Linked DNA regions of Mus musculus: all the other regions are linked to region 5. A link is a contact called in public Hi-C, HiChIP or PLAC-seq and promoter capture Hi-C data. All regions are on one chromosome and are shown on one strand. The core of a region is the stretch at or near the end of the contact, and the rest is flanking DNA. Distances in the headings are between cores, read along the strand shown.

Region 1 (2,700 bases), core at 139-2,638, 230 kb after region 5:
GGGCACACATGTTTGCATGGGTGTGTATACATATGCATGCATGCGTGTGTGTGTGTGTGTGTGTGTGTGTGTGCGCACATATACCCAGACAGAGACAGAAAGAGTCTCTCAATAAAAATTAAAAAAAATAGAAATGCTTTTTTTTTTTTTAGCTTTTCAAGACATGTTTGTTGGTGTAGCTGTCCTAGAACTCGCTCCATAGACCAGGCTGGCCTCAAACCCAGAGATCTGCCTGCCTCTGCCTCCCCAGTACTGAGATTAAAGGGAAACGCCATCCCCGCCCATCTAGAAATGCCGTTGAAACTGCACAGGACAGAGAAGACAACTGCCAGAATGTAAATGGTCATTAATTGCACCTTAACTGCTACCCACCAACGCACTCTTGAACGAACCAATGAGTTCCGGAAAGTTCTGGCTCGGAGATACAATTCACTGCAAGAAGCCTCTTTCTTCCCCCCTTGCTCCAGGCATCTGCAGCATCTCTAACATGGCTGCCCCTGCTGAGTTGCACAGGCGATTGCATTTAAATGGCATTGAACACAAACTACTCCAAATGCCCCTATAATTTCAATTTGGACTGAATTAATTAACTTCACAGTAGGTGGCCGAGGTATCTAAAGGGAAGACTTGCCAGCATTGCCTACCTACCTTGCACCGGTGGTCTCTAAGAGACCGTTCCTATTGATTTTTAATGAACAGTGCTAAGTGAGGGAGATTTTCTCCTAAAAGGCAGAGACAAATATTGATAAGGAATGTGTGGTTTTCTACACACAGCCATATCTGCTTGAAAGTTGTGTGTGGAACAGTGCAGACAGTTAAAAACCTGTGAAATCAGCAAGCGCGGGCCGTGCTTGGTGTTTCGGATGGATTTTAGCTTGAGAAGTGTGTATTTACGTTTAAAAGGGTGTTCTTTCTCTTCGAAAGATGTCAAAATAAGGAAATTGCTGTTTGTAATTTATAGCACAGACCTAGAGGTGTAAGTGCAACTGCCAGAGACGTTATCTCTCCGTCATGGAAAGCACCTTAATATGAAATATCTGGGATTTTTTTCTATTAAGTTTCTCCAATTTTAAATGTTATCAAGATCTGTTAGCGAAGAAATGATTCGGAAGGACACTGGAGGACGACCTGCTCACACAAAGCTGCCTCACCTTTCCTATCACGCATCCCTCCGCTCTGCGTTCTAGTTCAGCAAATGAGGGAAAACTTCTTAAAAATTCCTTGGAAGCTTTTAAGTCAGTATCTCCGGATATTTTTAAGTTGTGAAGGAACGTGAGACAAGAGGGAAGGAAGGTGGAAAGGGTTAGAAGGAGGGGAGTAAGAGAGAGAAGGACAAGCCTGTCCTAACTTCTTTTGTTGTGCGGGGTGGGCGTGACCTAGCATTTGATGAGCAGAGTGATACAGAGAGGAACCTCCAGGAACTGGTGGGGGTTGGGCAGAGCTTCACTCACCATGAGGCTCTGGGAAGGAGGCTGGTTTCAGACCTGGTGCAAAGCTGCCCTCTGAGAACACAACTCCTCCAGAGTGTCTCCAGGAACACATACATACATACACACACACACACACACACACACACACACACACACACACACCCTAAATTCTTCCAGCGGCAACTTGCACACGAAATCAGAAGTGGCTGGTGAATTTAAATCCCGGCCTGCAATAGAGGAACACAGTAAGTGAGGGGCACAGCGGGGAGGGACGGGGGCACTTGGGTGCCAGGAATCAGAAGCAATTTTGCCAGCAGCATCTTTTAATTAAAAAAAAAAAAAAAAAAAAAGAGGTTGCATCAAAAGTTCATGGGCATTGTTGAAGATATCGGTGAGGGCTAACAGAGGCATTTTCAAGCAAAAAATACAACTTTACTGGGGCTGGAGAGATGGCTCAGGACTTGCTCTTCCAGAGGTGCTGAGTTCAGTTCCCAACAACCACATGGTGGCTCATGACCATCTGTAATGGGATCTGATGCCCTCTTCTGGTGTGTCTGAAGACAGCTATGGTGTACTTAAATACATAAAGTAAGTATTAAAAAGAAAGAAATGGCAATTACCACCAAAACTTTTGAGACCCTGTTAGATTAAAACAAAAACAAAACCACGGCCACCTATTCTTCAAGTTTCCATGGCTGTAGGAGTCTCCACACAGCTTCTGCCTTCTGCCTTCACAGAGGGCCCTTTGTCGCTGCTCTCGGGTTCCCCTTTTTTACTGGGGGTCCTGGGCAAGCAATAGTGTACATATTACCTGTTAGTTAGAGGAGCACTGTGCAGAAATGAGAAACAAAAACAAGACAAAACAGACAAACTATCCCCTAAAAGCGATGAATGGGTTGGTCCGATCAATACCTTTGTTGGCCACTTTACACAGATGTAGTTCCCATCCAGATGGACAGAGCTCAGCAGCCTGGAGCCTCCTTCCTTCAGTGTGATGGTTTGTGGTGCCCGTTAGGGCTTGGGAGGTCCTGGTCTGTTCAGGACTGTTTTAATACCCTCTGGGAAGTTTTGCTTGGAAATTATGATGACATTTTAAAACCGTTCCGCTGTTCTTGTTTACAAAAGGGGTTATTATAAAAAGTGGGTTTTTCTTTTTGTCCACTTAAGATATTCATTCTCTTGCTAGTTATCCCCCCTATTCAATTTATAATCCTGTTTGGGTCACTGTGATTAGTTGCCATGGAAATTACCTTCTATGGAAATGACGCCA
Region 2 (2,700 bases), core at 120-2,619, 170 kb before region 5:
GTACATACGTAATTACGTACGTACGTACGTACGTACGTGCGTGCGTGCGTGCGTGCAGTTGGGAGGTGTGTATGAAGAGATCTTCTTACCATGGAGCACACATGCAGGCCAGAGGACAACTCTGGAGTTAGTTTTCTCTGTCCCCACCTTTCACGGGGTCTGGGACTTAAATTCAGGCTGCCAGCTTTTCATGACAAACACCATTATCTTCTGAGCAACCTCAAGGCCCCTCCATCCTTTTTTAACCATCCTCTCTCTAAAAAATATCTACTGAGCACCCGCAGTGTGTTTAGTCACTTTGCACTTTGTAAAACAAGTTAGAAAACGTTGGCAATTCTTACAACTGGAGCCTGAGGTCTGTGAAGGCAAGAACTTGGGCTTCAAAGATGCAAACGAGCAGGGTCAAGAAAGGCAAAGGTATGTGGACACTTTCCCCCTTCTTAGAATTGGGATCAAAACACCCATGGAAGGAGTTACAGAGACAACGTTTGGTGCTGAGATGAAAGGATGGATCATCTAGAGACTGCCATATCCGGGGATCCATCCCAAAATCAGCTTCCAAACGCTGACACCATTGCATACACTAGCAAGATTTTGCCTAACGGACCCAGATAGAGCTGTCTCTTGTGAGACTATGCCAGGGCCTAGCAAACACAGAAGTGGATGCTTACAGTCAGCTATTGGATGGATCACAGGGCCCCCAATGGAGGAGCTAGAGAAAGTACCCAAGGAGCTAAAGGGATCTGCAATCCTATAGGTGGAACAACAATATGAACAAACCAGTACCACCACCCCCCCCCCCCGCCCTGAGCTCGTGTCTCTAGCTACATATGAATCAGAAGATGGCCTAGTCGGCCATCAGTGGAAAGAGAGGCCCATTGGTCGTGCAAACTTTATATGCCTCAGTACAGTGGAACGACAGGGCCAAGAAGTGGGAGTGGATGGGTGGGGGAGTGGGTGGGGGAGTGTGTGGGGGACTTTGGGGATAGCATTGGAAATGTAAATGAAATAAATACCCAATTAAAAAAAAACATTAGAAAAAAAAAAAAAGAAAAGAAAGGCAAAGAGCCAAAGTAAGGCAGATGTATAAACATTGTGGAGCTGTTCCCGAAGAGCTTCCTGGATGATTGAGCGTTAGGCCTGGGCAGAGGGAATAATTACTCTACTTTGTGTCCTGTAGAAGTGAAGCCACTGATATCAGTAAGGTAAAGAAGCTGGAAAACGGGGGAGGCTTGAAAAGACAATAACATAGGGTAAGTGGGCAAGCCCAGGCCTGCCCAGTAAAACTCCAGAACACACAGGCTGTACAGCTGAGATATGCTATATCACTACAGGAAAACACTGGGTCTGGGCAGCTTCTGACGACTTGTGTAAACAGAGCAAAGGCCGTTTGAAATTCAGCAACATGGAATGTGTCTTCTGTAACTGGACCAGAGATGACCTAAAGCAGTTCAGAAGGACTTCACAAAGAAACTGCTCTCACTCTCGATAGAAGCAGGAGGAGTCTGTCCAGGATTTCAATATACATCAGGCTGGGTTGGAGTAGGGTAAAGGGAGCCTGGATATCTAGAACATTCCAGCTTAGAATCTAGATATCACCAAAATACTTCCGAGCTGTGTTTAAGAGTAAACGGGCAGAGTCTGCTAAATATAGGCAAAAAGTTTTCTTAGAGAACTCGGTGTGTAAAGAGGAAGGACCCAGACTCCTCCAAAGTGAGTCTGCCTTTACTGTAACAACATCCAGAAAGTGACCTGCAGCGCCGCCTCTGACACAGGAAGCCCCTTTTCCCTGTCAGCCTGAAGACTGCCCCTAATAATACAATTTAGGACTCAACTAGGAGATATTAAAACAGGTAGCAGGGGGACCAAGCAGAGCTAACCAGAGAGGGAAATATTTATACCTATGATAACATGTTTCCTAGTAATAATTTATGAGCCTACTGGAGACGAGAGAAGCACACAAACGAGGAGTAAGACAAAAAAGAAAGCAAGAGATCTGAAATGTAAACATCATGCCTTTGGCAAACTCTCTTCAGTTAAAAAGGACAGGACGGCTGGGGTTGACTAAAGCAAATGGCTACATTTCCCTGGTCTCTTGCTTCCTCCATGCTAAGGGTTACGGGCTGATTTACAACTTCCTGTGTTGTTTTTCAAATCTATATTTGTCAGCACATTTTTTTAATGTCAGATTACTTAAAATAGATACGCCGGGTCTTCAAAGTCAGGGACAATGACAGCATTGACTTCTCTCAAAGTTTCGTAGCACTTTATAAACATCCTAACCGTTTAGCCTCCTGAACGCTAGATTTCTAGATGAAACTCATTTTACTAAACTTTTAAGAAGGCTTCCCACCCCCTTTCCCAATTTTCTTGATGACTGTGGAGTTCAACCAGAACTCTTTGAAGTTAAAATGAGCCAAATAAACTCTGCCTCAGCCTCATCTTACACAGGGACTTTACGCTGTCAAAACAACAGAAAGTATCCCTGGTCACCCCCCCCCCCCGCTGCTCCCCTCCCCGCCCCCGCCAAAAGAATAAAACCAAAAAGATTTAGTGTCTTCCATTGTAGTTCTGCTTCCATCCGTCATGGTGTGTTGTCTCCAGTAATTTCTGCAAACCACAGGTAGGTAGTTGTTCAGGGAAAGAGAGAATATTATTCTCCACAAGATAGCTTCATCTGCAGGCAAGCCTTCCGCAGGG
Region 3 (2,700 bases), core at 83-2,582, 170 kb after region 5:
TTCTCTGATGCCAGCCTGCTGCTTTTGGTCTTGAGAAAGAGAGGCGAGGCCCCAGGGAGGATTGCAGACTTGGTAAATATAAAATTATCTACCTCAGTTTTTTTTAAAAAAATAATAATAATAAAAAGGGAGAGAGAGTTGGCGAGTTGCCAGATTCCTTACATTACAGTAATAGATTTGCTGACCCCTGGCTTCCGCTGTAGAGAAATGTATTGAATATTTTATAATATCAGACCGAGGCACATCTAAAAACCTAGTGTTCTGAGCGTCATTATTCAACTAGAGATTTAGCAATGCCACAGTTATTTTCCAGCAGGCAATTTCTTGTACGATGATAATTTGCCAGCTCAGACAGTAATAAATCAAGGTTATAATGTCATTGATTTGTTAATTTTAACTTGGGTAGATTTTTAAGTCTCCCTTATTTTTTTTTCTTTCTTTTAAAGGAAGAAGGACAAGGGGTGGGGGGAATCGTGTTTTCACAGTGACTGAATTTAATAAGGATCTCTGTGATAGCAAAAGGCTCCCCTACTGTTTCTGCTTTGAGGTGGAAAAATGTTATTCTTGTATTATTCCTGGGGAAAAAAATAAAATAAAATCTCATGCTGCTCCAAATCTTATGCCTAGGAAAAGCTGGGATTTTTTTCCCCCCTTAATATGTGATGGCTTACCTAGTTCACATCCATTAGTGACATCGTAAATAAGCAGTTTGCTAATCTGAAATAGGAAATCTGGACAAGAAGAAAGACCCATTTATCTCCACAGCCTTCCATCTCTAACCTCAATGCAGACGGGAGGTAGGGGTTTGGGGGGGATCTGGACAGATTTACTAATGAGTATATTTCTTCTCTTTCTCTCTGCTTCTACCCACCCAAGACTCAGCCTACATTCTTTTGAGTTGCAGCACAATGAAAATATTTCTTCTGTGTAATGGATACATTTTTCACGGTGGGGGTGGGGTCATACATGTTTGCTTTTCATCTATACCATCTCAAAGCTGATTAAAATCTTCTCTGCCCTACAAATATTTGAGAATCAATCCTCTGAGAGGCACAGGCATGTTACATTACACTATATCCTTTTATAGGATACAGGCCTACATGGCTTCCTGTATTGGACAACGCTGATCTGAGAGAACTCTAATCTGTTTTTAACGATGACATGTGTGCATGGAACATTGAAACGTTCAGAAACCGATCGTAGCTTTTGTCCTCTGGTGCTGTAGAGAAAAGTTCTAATAATCAGATGATAAAGATCACATCCTGTGGGGGTAATTGGGCTGCACCAGGACAAAACTTACAAAAAAAAAAAAAAAAAAAAGACACTCAAGGAAGTCACAAGCGGAAGTCGCTGTACGAAACAGGGCTTGTTTATGTACTGTGTGGGAATGTGCCCTGTTCCTCAAAGCTCGTATTTCAACTATTTTTCTGTTTCACTGCTGCCTTTCTTGTTTTATTTTGGGAGCCTTTCTCTCTCCTTCTGAGCAACTCTAATTATATTTCAATGATTTAGAAGTGGGGAAAAACCACTCACTTAGTTGACCTACACACACACACACATGCACGCACACTCTCTGGAAGCCTTGAACAAGCAGAGCTTGTATTTGGATTGAGTTTTACCCTTAGTCATGCCTCTTCCCAGATACAAGAAACATTTAATTCCTGATTTCCTGCCTTCTGGCTTCAGGCCTCTGACCAGTAAAGTAAAGATATATTTTGTACTATTGGAGGCTTGCCCGCTGCTAAGTTGAGTCAAAATGAGAAAAGATGATAGGGGGCGGGCGGGGGGTGGGGTGGGAATGAAAATACTGCCCAGCCTCATGAACTTGCAAAATTGTAAGATAACTTCCAGGGATCCCTGGGTGACTCCCCAACCTGTTCTCTGTGTTCCTTCCTCCTCCTCCTCCTTCTCCTCCTCCTCCTCAAGAAAGAGAGTCTCTCGTGATGTCACCATCTCCATTAGACAAGGGAGCCAGGGGGAGGGAGGCACCACAAATGGCAAACGTTGGAATACCAGGGCTTCTGAGCTCCTTGGTTCCCATGGTAACAAAACAAAAGCACAACAAACCTATCTGTCCCAACAATAAAATGTGTTTTCATTAAAATCAATTTAAAATATTTTTCCAGCTCAAAATATTCAATGCATTTTTGCTCCTGGTTGGGGAAAAAAAATCCCTTACTTTCTGATATTGAAAAGGGGATCAAGTCTCAGGCTGAACAATGCAGAAAAGAGAGGAATTGGTGTATGTTGGGGGCTGGGAGGGAGGAGTTGGTGACTTCAGAGATGAGACAAAATAGATTCAAGTATGAACAAGACTGCTTTTTTTCCTCTCTCTCTTCTGCCTAGTTATGCTTTTCATTATATAAACACGTACTATAATATTATGGTGGGAAGCAGGTATTTGGCAACCATATATTATTTTAGTAAGTCTACATGAAGAGAGCCGTTTCCAGTTTTAGCAGCTGTAACGTGTTTAAACTTGGGCTGTAATGGGATCTGAAGATAACTCTCCCCCATGGGTTGTGTTGATCTTCGTGACTGGCTGAGTGCCACACAGAGGCCTCCACAGTATTACCCATGCCTCTTTGCACATGCCATGTCTGTGCATGCTCGCTAAACAGACCTGGGCCCTAAGATTCCATAAATCCACATTTGACTTTTTCTACAATGTGCTTGCTTTTGTTGGTGGTGTCTCAGATG
Region 4 (2,700 bases), core at 33-2,532, 240 kb before region 5:
ATTCAGAGAAGGACACAAATGGGTACACGATGAAGTGGTACCGGAAGCATCAACTTGAAAGCGCTCCCGTGTAGACCAAGGCTTTCCAGTGCACTTCCTGTGTTTCTGCCACAGCAGCACGGTCATCTTCATCTTGGATGCAGGAGTTTCAAGATAAGGCTTAAAGCTAGCAAGTGTCCCTTTACCTGATCCCACCCCAAGTTGTTTTACTGTTAGAAATCTAGAGTCTTCTTATTTACCTAGGTCTCCCAGAATGCATTTGGTTTAGTCCCTCTTGGTCTGGTCACTCCCCCGTGGGACTTCAGTCAGATCCATGAAAGGATAACACCTGTAACTTTCAAAGCAATCACCTTGAGAAAGGCAGGAGGCACCACTGTCTAAAGGGTCAGTCATCGGCTAACCCAAGCCACAGCCTTGCCACCAGATGTGTTCCGTGTTTGATAACTACAGTTCCATCCAGAATTCAAATCAATAATCTAAGTCCCCTCTTCCTCAGCATCCTGAGTTAGTGAGTTCGATTTTCTACTTATGATGTCTTGCTCCCATCCTGTCGCAACCATATCCATCCTTCCTTCCTAGATCTCTTCCCACTTTGGGGTTTTTAGGGTTTATTGTGAGTAGAGAAATGTACAGTTGGACTGTGTTTTACCCAAGATAGTAAACAAAGGCCCCTGCCTGGTCCCATAGGTCTGCATGGATCATGTGCTAATTATGAGCTGTAGGAGGGTGTGACTGCAGAAGGATTACCCCTAGTCATTTCTGGGGTCATCACTGTGTTTTCAGGGCCCACCTAAAATATTTATTTCAGCACCAGATATATTTATTGATCAGTGGGGTTCAATTACTTTACATTGCTTTCTAATTGTTATAGATAGAAGAAAAGTTAAACTAAATAAATTGTAAGCTAGTGTTTGCCTGTGCTGTCTTTCTAAAAATCATACCAGTGATTTTTGATATCTGGCACATGTTGAATGTGTGTTCCAGAGAAAGTGGGTGGGAGAGGGTAAGTGCCTGACTCTGCAACTCTAGACGTGGCTGAAGCAACTCTCGGTATATATTCTCACAATTCCTCTCTATCTCCAACTTTGTCCTCCAGCACTCCATTCTAGTGCAGGACAGAGGCTGTTTCTCGATGGTTTCCTAAGAGATCTTCAACTCTGGGCTGCAGCTTTCACAAATAATCTCCTCAGGCACCTCAGCCTGGCACCTCAGCTGAGAGACACCTCTCCTGACACTCGGCTGGCACACGTTTTCCCAAGACCTTTCAACCCTGCCTCTGGGGTCCAGGAATTGCCTCACAAACCACACAAACACTGATCTCAGTCAGTCAGAGATAGTTTACTGAGCACACACCCTAGGACTGGTGGACCAGTTCCAGATTTGGGAACTGAACCATGACCCCGAGTTAAAATCTTACAGGGTTTTTAAGCCCAAAATCCACAAACATCTGTGCCAAGTTATTTTACCAATTAGGATGTAGGGATAGGGGATTTCCTTAGGAGCATGTCTTTGCTGTACATTTATCTTGTATCCGTTGGTTGGGGTGGTCCACTGTGGCAGGGGACTTGCCTTGTCTAATATTCATGTCTTCATTTGTCTGCCAGGATGGGACTTGTGTAACATTTATGTCTTAACTTGCCAACCAGGATGTCAGTTACCCACATGCATGTCTCTTTCTGCCAAGTAGCTTGTCATTTCCCAGGGAGGTTTGGGGAACTTAAACTCTACTTGACCACTATTTAAAATAGAATTTTTATTTTAAAAAGCTTCTTATATTGGTTCAGATCGCTCTTATGTTGGGGTCGAACCTAGGGGCAGCTTATACTATAAAAGCTTATCCAGAGGTGTAGGAAGTGCTGTTGGATGGTTGGTCAGGTCCAGGCTTATTGGAGTAGCTATATAAAACAGTTCTGTGACTTCTATCAGGGCTGGTTTTCAGATCCACAGAACATAACAGAATATGTAATCAATCTTGGCATTTGAAAGTTTTCTAATAACAGCAGAAACATATGAGAAAGTTTCCTTATAATGGCAGGCTGGCCAGGTAACAAATACTTAGGCCCTAACACTTTACCTAGGCCTTAGCATTCCATCTAGGCCTAATATTTAACCTAGGCCTTAACAGTGTGTATGCCTACCTACCTGAGACAGAAAAGACTGTCCGGATGCTCCAGTTCCCAGCATCCAGTCTCCAAGGTGGGAGGTAAAAGGGCATACAGATTACAGATGATATTCTACCTGCCACAAGAAAAGCAAGCAAGCGAGGGAAACTCATAGCTCTGAGTGCCTCCAAGAAGAAACGGGAGAGAGCACATACTAGCAGTTTGACAACACATCTAAAAGCTCTAGAAAAAATGAAGCAAATTCACCCAAGAGGAGTAGACAGCAGGAAATAATCAAACTCAGGGGTGAAATCAACCAAGTGGAAACAAGAAGAACTATTCAAAGAATTAACCAAACGAGGAGTTGGTTCTTTGAGAAAATCAACAAGATAGATAAACCCTTAGCTAGACTCACTAGAGGGCACAGGGACAAAATCCTAATTAACAAAATCAGAACTGAAAAGGGAGACATAACAACAGATCCTGAAGAAATCCAAAACACCATCAGATCCTTCTACAAAAGACTATACTCAACAAAACTGGAAACCCTGGACAAAATGGACAAATTTCTGGACAGATACCAGGTACCAAAGTTGAA
Region 5 (2,738 bases), core at 63-2,562:
TGTGGCTCTTAAGTTTCTCTGTTTGCATAATAGCCGTGCATGCAAACCGCGCAATGCTCCAGGGCTCCAGAACAATAAATATACACATTTAAAACCTTTATTGTCTTACGTTGTGTTAACCACCCCCCACCTCCGTTTCCAACAGCTTAATTTCTGATGGTATTTAACTAGTTTGCAAATGGATTATTTTTTTCAGTTTCAAACTATTACCGAGAAAGCTCCCCCTCCCTTTTGGGAGGAGGGGGGCACGGGAAGGATTGGGGGTGGGGTAGAAGTCGGTATATTATTCCTGTAGCGCCGGGTTATATAAACACATTATCATTTGAGAGAGCCCTTGGCGTCCATCAGCATTGTAAACACGTACGAGTGTATATACTTCAAAATTAAAGAATGCACACGCAGAACCCAGAGCCCGAATTCATATTCCGAGCAGACTCGCGGCTCGCATGTATTGATTTATCATGCATGGTTTATTGTTCCTCTCCCTAAATGTAGTTGCTGTCCGTTCAATATTGTTGCAAAATCACGAGACGTGTGTGTACTGCTCACTTGTCTTTCTGCTCTTCTTCTTCCTTTTTTTCCCCCCTGCTGAGTATTTTTTTTTTGCGAAGCGAACAAATGCATTAATATTTATATGTTTATATAATCGATAACCCACTTTTCCCTTCCGTGTAAATAGGCATCAGAAGATAATTTAACAGATTAGTTCTCTCAAACATGGCAGTGAGGAAACGTAATTTAACTATCAAACAAATCTACATGTCTAATAACAGCAAATCTGCTAAGGAGCATTAGAAAGAGGAGCGGCGCCCCGGAATCTCTGCAGGAAATGTTCTTTATATTAGACATATACAAGCAGGTCCTGTCAGATGCACAACGCAGCTCGAGAGACTTGGTCTGCTCCAAAAATCTCAACCGACGTTACCCACAGACACGAGGAACTGAGAAGAGAAAGATACCCTCATTACTTGGTTTTAGGATGGGTTTCAATTTTTTTTTACATCTTCCTGTCTGCTTTTTGCCTTGATCCATTCTCTTCCCGCCGAGGTCGGACTTAGCCCTTCTCCCTATTTCGAATTTGATCAACCCATCTTTGGCAGCAAACCCACATCTTTTTTACAGGAGATGAAAATTGAGTCTTCGAGGAAATATTAGGATATATTTTCAATCATTTTGGTGCTGAGGGGGAGGCTAGAGCTTAGTTTTATATTGAGACATCACGCCGGCTGCAAGCAGAGAATGCTTTCCCCTGCCAGGACCTGATGCAATCCATTCAAGCCAACAAGTTTGGAGAGAATGTTGAGTTCAATCAATTCAGAACGTCGAGATGGAGCCCAACTCACTCCAGGTATTTCGCTCTCCTCCGCTCCTGCGGTCCCGGCGCCCCCCGGCACCCCCCAGCCCCCCAGCTCACCCACCCCCTCACACCCCCTCACACCCCCCACAAACTTTTTACCAAACTTTTACCCTCTGCATCCCCCCAAAATCATTTTTATTGTTTTTTTTAAAAATCCCTGCGCTGATCATACCTACATAATGTAATTTTATCGCCTCATATGGGGAACTGGGGAGGGGTGGTGGGGACCCGGAGGGCTTTTTTTTTCTTTTCTTTTCTTTCTTTCTTTCTTTTCTTTTCTTTTTCTTTCTTTCTTTTTTTTTTTTTAAGGGAGGCAGAAAATTAGTGGGTTTTGTAATATTTTTTCACCCAGCGTTCTATCTGTGGGCCGGTCTGTATTGAGAGTCTTGTGTGTTAATGTGCCTGGGAATAGATATTTGTGCTTGATGGCTACATTATTTACGTGGTGCTTTTTTTTTTCTCTCTCTCTCTCTCCCTCTCTCTCCCCCTCCTGCAGTGGGTCGGCTCACCGTGTGGCTTGCACGGACCTTATATTTTTTATAAGGCTTTTCAATTCCACCTTGAAGGCAAACCAAGAATCTTGTCCCTTGGCGACTTTTTCTTTGTAAGATGTACGCCAAAGGATCCGATTTGCATAGCGGAGCTCCAGCTGTTGTGGGAAGAAAGGACCAGCCGGCAACTTTTATCCAGCTCGAAACTTTATTTCCTCCCCGAAGACACTCCCCAGGGCAGAAATAGCGACCATGGCGAGGTGGTAAACCTATCTCTCCCTCTCTTCCTTCTTTATTATCTACCCCCCCCCTCCAGTAATGCGTATTATAAGGCAAGCTTGAAAATACTGTATTCAGTTCTGCGGTGAGCAGGATCCGCTCGTTTTTTAAAGGGGTAGCGCCACTAACTGGGGCTGGAGTATTTTACCATTGTCAGAGTTTGGCTGTCAGCTTTACAAAGACCGTCCAACTGCTGATTTTAGTCAAGATCAAATAACTTGTCAAGAAGGGTTTTGTTCCAGGGTGTGTGTGTGTGTGTGTGTGTGTGTGTGTGTGTGTGTGTGTGTGTTCGTTTAGCTACCTCTTCTTGAAGATTAATATCTCATGCTTTAATATACATATTTTAATGTACATATTTTTTGCTTTTTAATTTTTTTAATTTTTTTACTTCATGCCTGGCTCCTGGGCTGGGTAGCTTTCTTTTAGTGGGTTTTGATATTGTTCACGTTTTTTTTTTTTCTTTTAAGTATTTGATATGTTTAAGAGGGCGGAAATTACGAAACGGAGGCAGAATGAGATCAAAAGCAATTGAGTTGGCAAAGGCGTGTTGACTGAAGTGATAAATGACAGGTACTGGGATAATACATTCAAATAACTTGCGCATCTGCCCG
Region 6 (2,700 bases), core at 89-2,588, 220 kb after region 5:
GGAAGCCATTGGCCACAATATAGGTCAAGTCCACCATCACAAAAATGGCCGCTGCCACCTACCTCCTCACTTAACGTATTTGACCCAACTCAACAGTGCCTAAGCCAAGGAACCAATACAGGGGTCCGTCCTTTTCAGGGCTCCTACCTTTTTGCTAAACACCATGACCAAAGCTTGTTCCTCATGGCTTGCTCACTTTGCTTTCTTATACATCCCAGGAGAAGTGGGCTGAGCCCATTCTCGTCAAACATCAACCAAAAAAGGTACCCAAAGGCTTGTCTACATGCAATCTGATGGGGACAGAGACATTTTCTGAGCTGAGTTCTCTCTTCTCAGATGACTCTAGCTTGTGTCAAGTTGACAAAAAGCAAGCAAGCAAACAAACACCTAACCAGCATAGTTCAGCATCCTTGGTTGTTTGTGTTGTGAGGCAGGGTCTCACCCTTTCACCCAGAGTGACCTAAAAACTCACAGTGTAGCCCAGGCTGGCCCCAGATTCAGCAACTTCCTCTGAAGACCCCAAAATGTCCCATGTTCTTCTAAATACTCCTGAAATGACGTCTTGGGTCTGCATGCTCCCTGTTCCCTTTCTGCATTCATTCATTCATTCATTCATTCATTCATTTATTCATTCCTCTTAAGACAATTTTGTGGTTTGTTTTTAAATGAGCTAGGAACTATTTTCAGTTTAGAAAAACTAGCCAGAGAATCAATCTTGACTCAGTTGCTAGGATACTACGTCTTTGGAGCAGAAGTAAAGAATCAATTTCCCTGCGCCTTAAAGAACATGTATTTAAGTAAATTACTTCCCTAGAAATATTGATTCATTTCAAAAAAGCATTAAATAATACGGAAACAAGAGGATTTTTTTTCTGTGAAAGCTAAATCTCCACATTGAAGCGGATGTACACTTAAATAAAATATATTCACAAGGATAATCCCGACCTCGCTCTAGAGAGAACATAAACATTAATGAAGTGACAGAACTAGTCACGTAGGGGGAGTGCTTGCAGGCCGCTGCATAAATAATGACCACCAAATTGCCTGAGTGGTTTTATGTGTGAAATGGCTTTGTGAATTTTCCAAAGAACTCAGTCCTAGGATTACGAGGTGCAAGGCTGAATTTGTTCTAACAAATGAAGTATTCTTAAGACATATTCTAATGGAGACATCACGACTAAACACACATTATCTTCCAAACTGTGCTTTAAAAATGTTTCAGCTTCTTAGTGGGCTCCGTGTACTGGGAAGAGCGGCGAAGGCCGGCAACTGGCCTCTCAGGCACCCTCGGACATCACCAAGTCCTGCTCCAGGGAGTCAAGCCAGCCAGCCTGCAGAATGTTTCAGCAGGAACTTTTGGCTGCTTTAAGCGCCTAGAACAAATGTTTGTTTGCTCCAGTACGGGGAATCAAATGCCTTTGTGTGAAAACATTTGCTCGAGAAGCAAATGTTTGTTTTCATAATCGACATTTGGACTGTTGGAACATTACCACTTCAGATATTGGTTGGAGAAATATACATTTAATACGAGAAACCAGACTAGGATCGGACACCAGTTGGGACACAGATGAAGGCGGCAAGAGAATGAGGTAGAAACTGGACCCTGTCAGGACTAAGGAGGAAAGCTGGGCCTTGCTTTCCGTGTTTCTGCTTGTTTCCCAGCAACGATATAAACGAAGAATGATTTATTTCTGTCTAGAAGCATATGACTTATAAATTATCAAGGACAGAAGCAAGAGTGTATTTATCTAGTATTAATATTTAAATGCCATTTTCCTATTGAATGTACCTCGTGCTCTGTATTAATCTGTTACATCAGATTTAGTACAGATTCATGTTGCCTAAATGGAGGATTTTTTTTTTCTCTAGGCTCACGTTTGATTATCTGTGCTTGGTAGTGGGAGGACAGATACTCCCCAAACAGCAGGAGATGCAGAAATAAGCCCTGGCTTTTGAGTGCATTAAATTTTTTAGCAGCAGAGAGAAACTAATTACATTTTAAGGGAGAGAGATATTTGCAAGCGTGACAAGAGTCATTTATATATTAAATATATTATATTTGGCCACAGTTAATCCATAAATAGAAAGCACAATTACACTGAGTTTGAGGATGAAGACAAGAACAAAACATCTTTTAAATTAAAACAGTCTTTTTTCCACGTACAGTTTGAATATTTTTAGTTTGATAAAAAACCATGAGTACATGCAAATGTATTGGCTTTTATGGTGTCAGACTGGAGTTTTTCGTTGATATGAAAAGAAATTGTACCATCCAGGTTCATCAGAACATTTATGAGCTGAAATGTGGAATCAGATTACTATATACTTTAAAATACAATAAAATTATAGTTCAAATTTCTTTGCTGCTAGCCTTAGGCCTATTTGATCTTCAGCTGATGTGTATATTATATTATGTGCTGCAATAGAAAAGCAAGCCAGTGTCGGTTTAGAAATGCCAAATGGAAGAATTATTCATTAGAACTTCAAGGAACAGACTTTGTATCTAAAAATCCACCCATTACTAACTGTTTCCATTTGTAAATTTCATGAGCAAGATAAGTGATATAATGCATGTATATTTGAAGTGCTGTGAGCTTCCAGAACTCAATAACTCAAAGTATTACAGTAAATTCCCATTTCTCCTGAATCCAAACTACCAGGGAGCAGAAATAATGAGAAATTTTTTTTTTTTTGGTGCGA

The links. Promoter capture Hi-C pulls out the DNA fragments that hold promoters and counts their contacts. Hi-C and Micro-C count contacts between places; a contact is called where the count stands out from the background. HiChIP or PLAC-seq counts read pairs in DNA pulled down with a chosen protein or histone mark.
Region 1: a contact with region 5 is called in a Hi-C map of embryonic stem cells, with 4 times the contacts expected there. The contact joins the enhancer-like site here to the promoter of Arid5b in region 5. A contact is called at or near these places in 8 of 39 promoter capture datasets (3T3-L1-derived adipocytes, the HPC-7 cell line, embryonic stem cells and 3 more), 1 of 15 datasets of contacts at CTCF or cohesin (CD8 T cells), 27 of 484 Hi-C or Micro-C datasets (CD4 T cells, CD8 T cells, Th1 cells and 12 more), 22 of 115 datasets of contacts at active chromatin or transcription factors (CD8 T cells, the SCID.adh cell line, bone marrow-derived macrophages and 13 more) and 3 of 9 other capture datasets (adipose tissue, embryonic stem cells and liver).
Region 2: a Hi-C map of nephron progenitors shows a contact between it and region 5, with 5 times the contacts expected there. The contact joins the enhancer-like site here to the promoter of Arid5b in region 5. A contact is called at or near these places in 6 of 39 promoter capture datasets (the 3T3-L1 cell line, the HPC-7 cell line, hippocampal neurons and 2 more), 26 of 484 Hi-C or Micro-C datasets (B cells, CD4 T cells, CD8 T cells and 16 more) and 10 of 115 datasets of contacts at active chromatin or transcription factors (bone marrow-derived dendritic cells, bone marrow-derived macrophages, craniofacial prominence and 7 more).
Region 3: an H3K4me3 HiChIP or PLAC-seq map of bone marrow-derived macrophages shows a contact between it and region 5, with 4 times the contacts expected there. The contact joins the enhancer-like site here to the promoter of Arid5b in region 5. A contact is called at or near these places in 7 of 39 promoter capture datasets (the 3T3-L1 cell line, 3T3-L1-derived adipocytes, the C10 cell line and 2 more), 1 of 15 datasets of contacts at CTCF or cohesin (embryonic stem cells), 18 of 484 Hi-C or Micro-C datasets (B cells, CD4 T cells, the HL-1 cell line and 10 more), 15 of 115 datasets of contacts at active chromatin or transcription factors (bone marrow-derived dendritic cells, bone marrow-derived macrophages, cardiomyocytes and 10 more) and 3 of 9 other capture datasets (adipose tissue, embryonic stem cells and liver).
Region 4: a contact with region 5 is called in a promoter capture Hi-C map of liver, with 2.0 times the contacts expected there. The contact joins the enhancer-like site here to the promoter of Arid5b in region 5. A contact is called at or near these places in 5 of 39 promoter capture datasets (the 3T3-L1 cell line, 3T3-L1-derived adipocytes, hippocampal neurons and 1 more), 5 of 484 Hi-C or Micro-C datasets (Sertoli cells, cortical neurons, liver and 1 more) and 5 of 115 datasets of contacts at active chromatin or transcription factors (CD8 T cells, effector CD8 T cells, embryonic limb bud and 2 more).
Region 6: a contact with region 5 is called in a promoter capture Hi-C map of liver, with 2.6 times the contacts expected there. The contact joins the enhancer-like site here to the promoter of Arid5b in region 5. A contact is called at or near these places in 6 of 39 promoter capture datasets (3T3-L1-derived adipocytes, the C10 cell line, embryonic stem cells and 3 more), 1 of 15 datasets of contacts at CTCF or cohesin (CD8 T cells), 24 of 484 Hi-C or Micro-C datasets (CD4 T cells, ECoMG-derived neutrophils, Th1 cells and 10 more), 19 of 115 datasets of contacts at active chromatin or transcription factors (bone marrow-derived macrophages, cardiomyocytes, embryonic forebrain and 9 more) and 1 of 9 other capture datasets (adipose tissue).

The regions. Positions count from the first base shown.
Region 1 is chr10:68,042,904-68,045,603 of GRCm38.p6, reverse strand. It overlaps Rtkn2 (rhotekin 2), which reads right to left. Exons shown (of 12, transcript NM_001359319.1): 12 at 1,740-2,700. Among named protein-coding and RNA genes, the nearest start is that of Rtkn2, 65 kb to the right of the region's middle. Within about 2 kb of position 1,388, at least 37 of the 459 cell types and tissues checked have an H3K27ac peak or open chromatin away from gene starts, as enhancers often do. A contact at or near this core is called in the SCID.adh cell line, Th1 cells, embryonic stem cells and 1 more, where this site is marked.
Region 2 is chr10:68,445,495-68,448,194 of GRCm38.p6, reverse strand. All of the region lies in intron 5 of Cabcoco1 (ciliary associated calcium binding coiled-coil 1), which reads left to right. Among named protein-coding and RNA genes, the nearest start is that of Gm40683, 60 kb to the right of the region's middle. Within about 2 kb of position 1,369, at least 135 of the 459 cell types and tissues checked have an H3K27ac peak or open chromatin away from gene starts, as enhancers often do. A contact at or near this core is called in B cells, CD8 T cells, the HPC-7 cell line and 13 more, where this site is marked.
Region 3 is chr10:68,104,008-68,106,707 of GRCm38.p6, reverse strand. The region is part of intron 8 of Arid5b (AT rich interactive domain 5B (MRF1-like)); the gene reads left to right. Among named protein-coding and RNA genes, the nearest start is that of Gm51770, 46 kb to the left of the region's middle. Within about 2 kb of position 1,332, at least 191 of the 459 cell types and tissues checked have an H3K27ac peak or open chromatin away from gene starts, as enhancers often do. A contact at or near this core is called in B cells, the HL-1 cell line, Th17 cells and 17 more, where this site is marked.
Region 4 is chr10:68,520,928-68,523,627 of GRCm38.p6, reverse strand. The region is part of intron 3 of Cabcoco1 (ciliary associated calcium binding coiled-coil 1); the gene reads left to right. Among named protein-coding and RNA genes, the nearest start is that of Gm32872, 6.7 kb to the left of the region's middle. Within about 2 kb of position 1,282, at least 12 of the 459 cell types and tissues checked have an H3K27ac peak or open chromatin away from gene starts, as enhancers often do. A contact at or near this core is called in 3T3-L1-derived adipocytes and liver, where this site is marked.
Region 5 is chr10:68,277,300-68,280,037 of GRCm38.p6, reverse strand. It overlaps Arid5b (AT rich interactive domain 5B (MRF1-like)), which reads left to right and starts at 1,312. Exons shown (of 10, transcript NM_023598.2): 1 at 1,312-1,348; 2 at 1,854-2,108. The coding sequence starts at 1,328.
Region 6 is chr10:68,059,734-68,062,433 of GRCm38.p6, reverse strand. No RefSeq gene overlaps it. Among named protein-coding and RNA genes, the nearest start is that of Rtkn2, 82 kb to the right of the region's middle. Within about 2 kb of position 1,338, at least 28 of the 459 cell types and tissues checked have an H3K27ac peak or open chromatin away from gene starts, as enhancers often do. A contact at or near this core is called in adipose tissue, cardiomyocytes, heart atrium and 3 more, where this site is marked.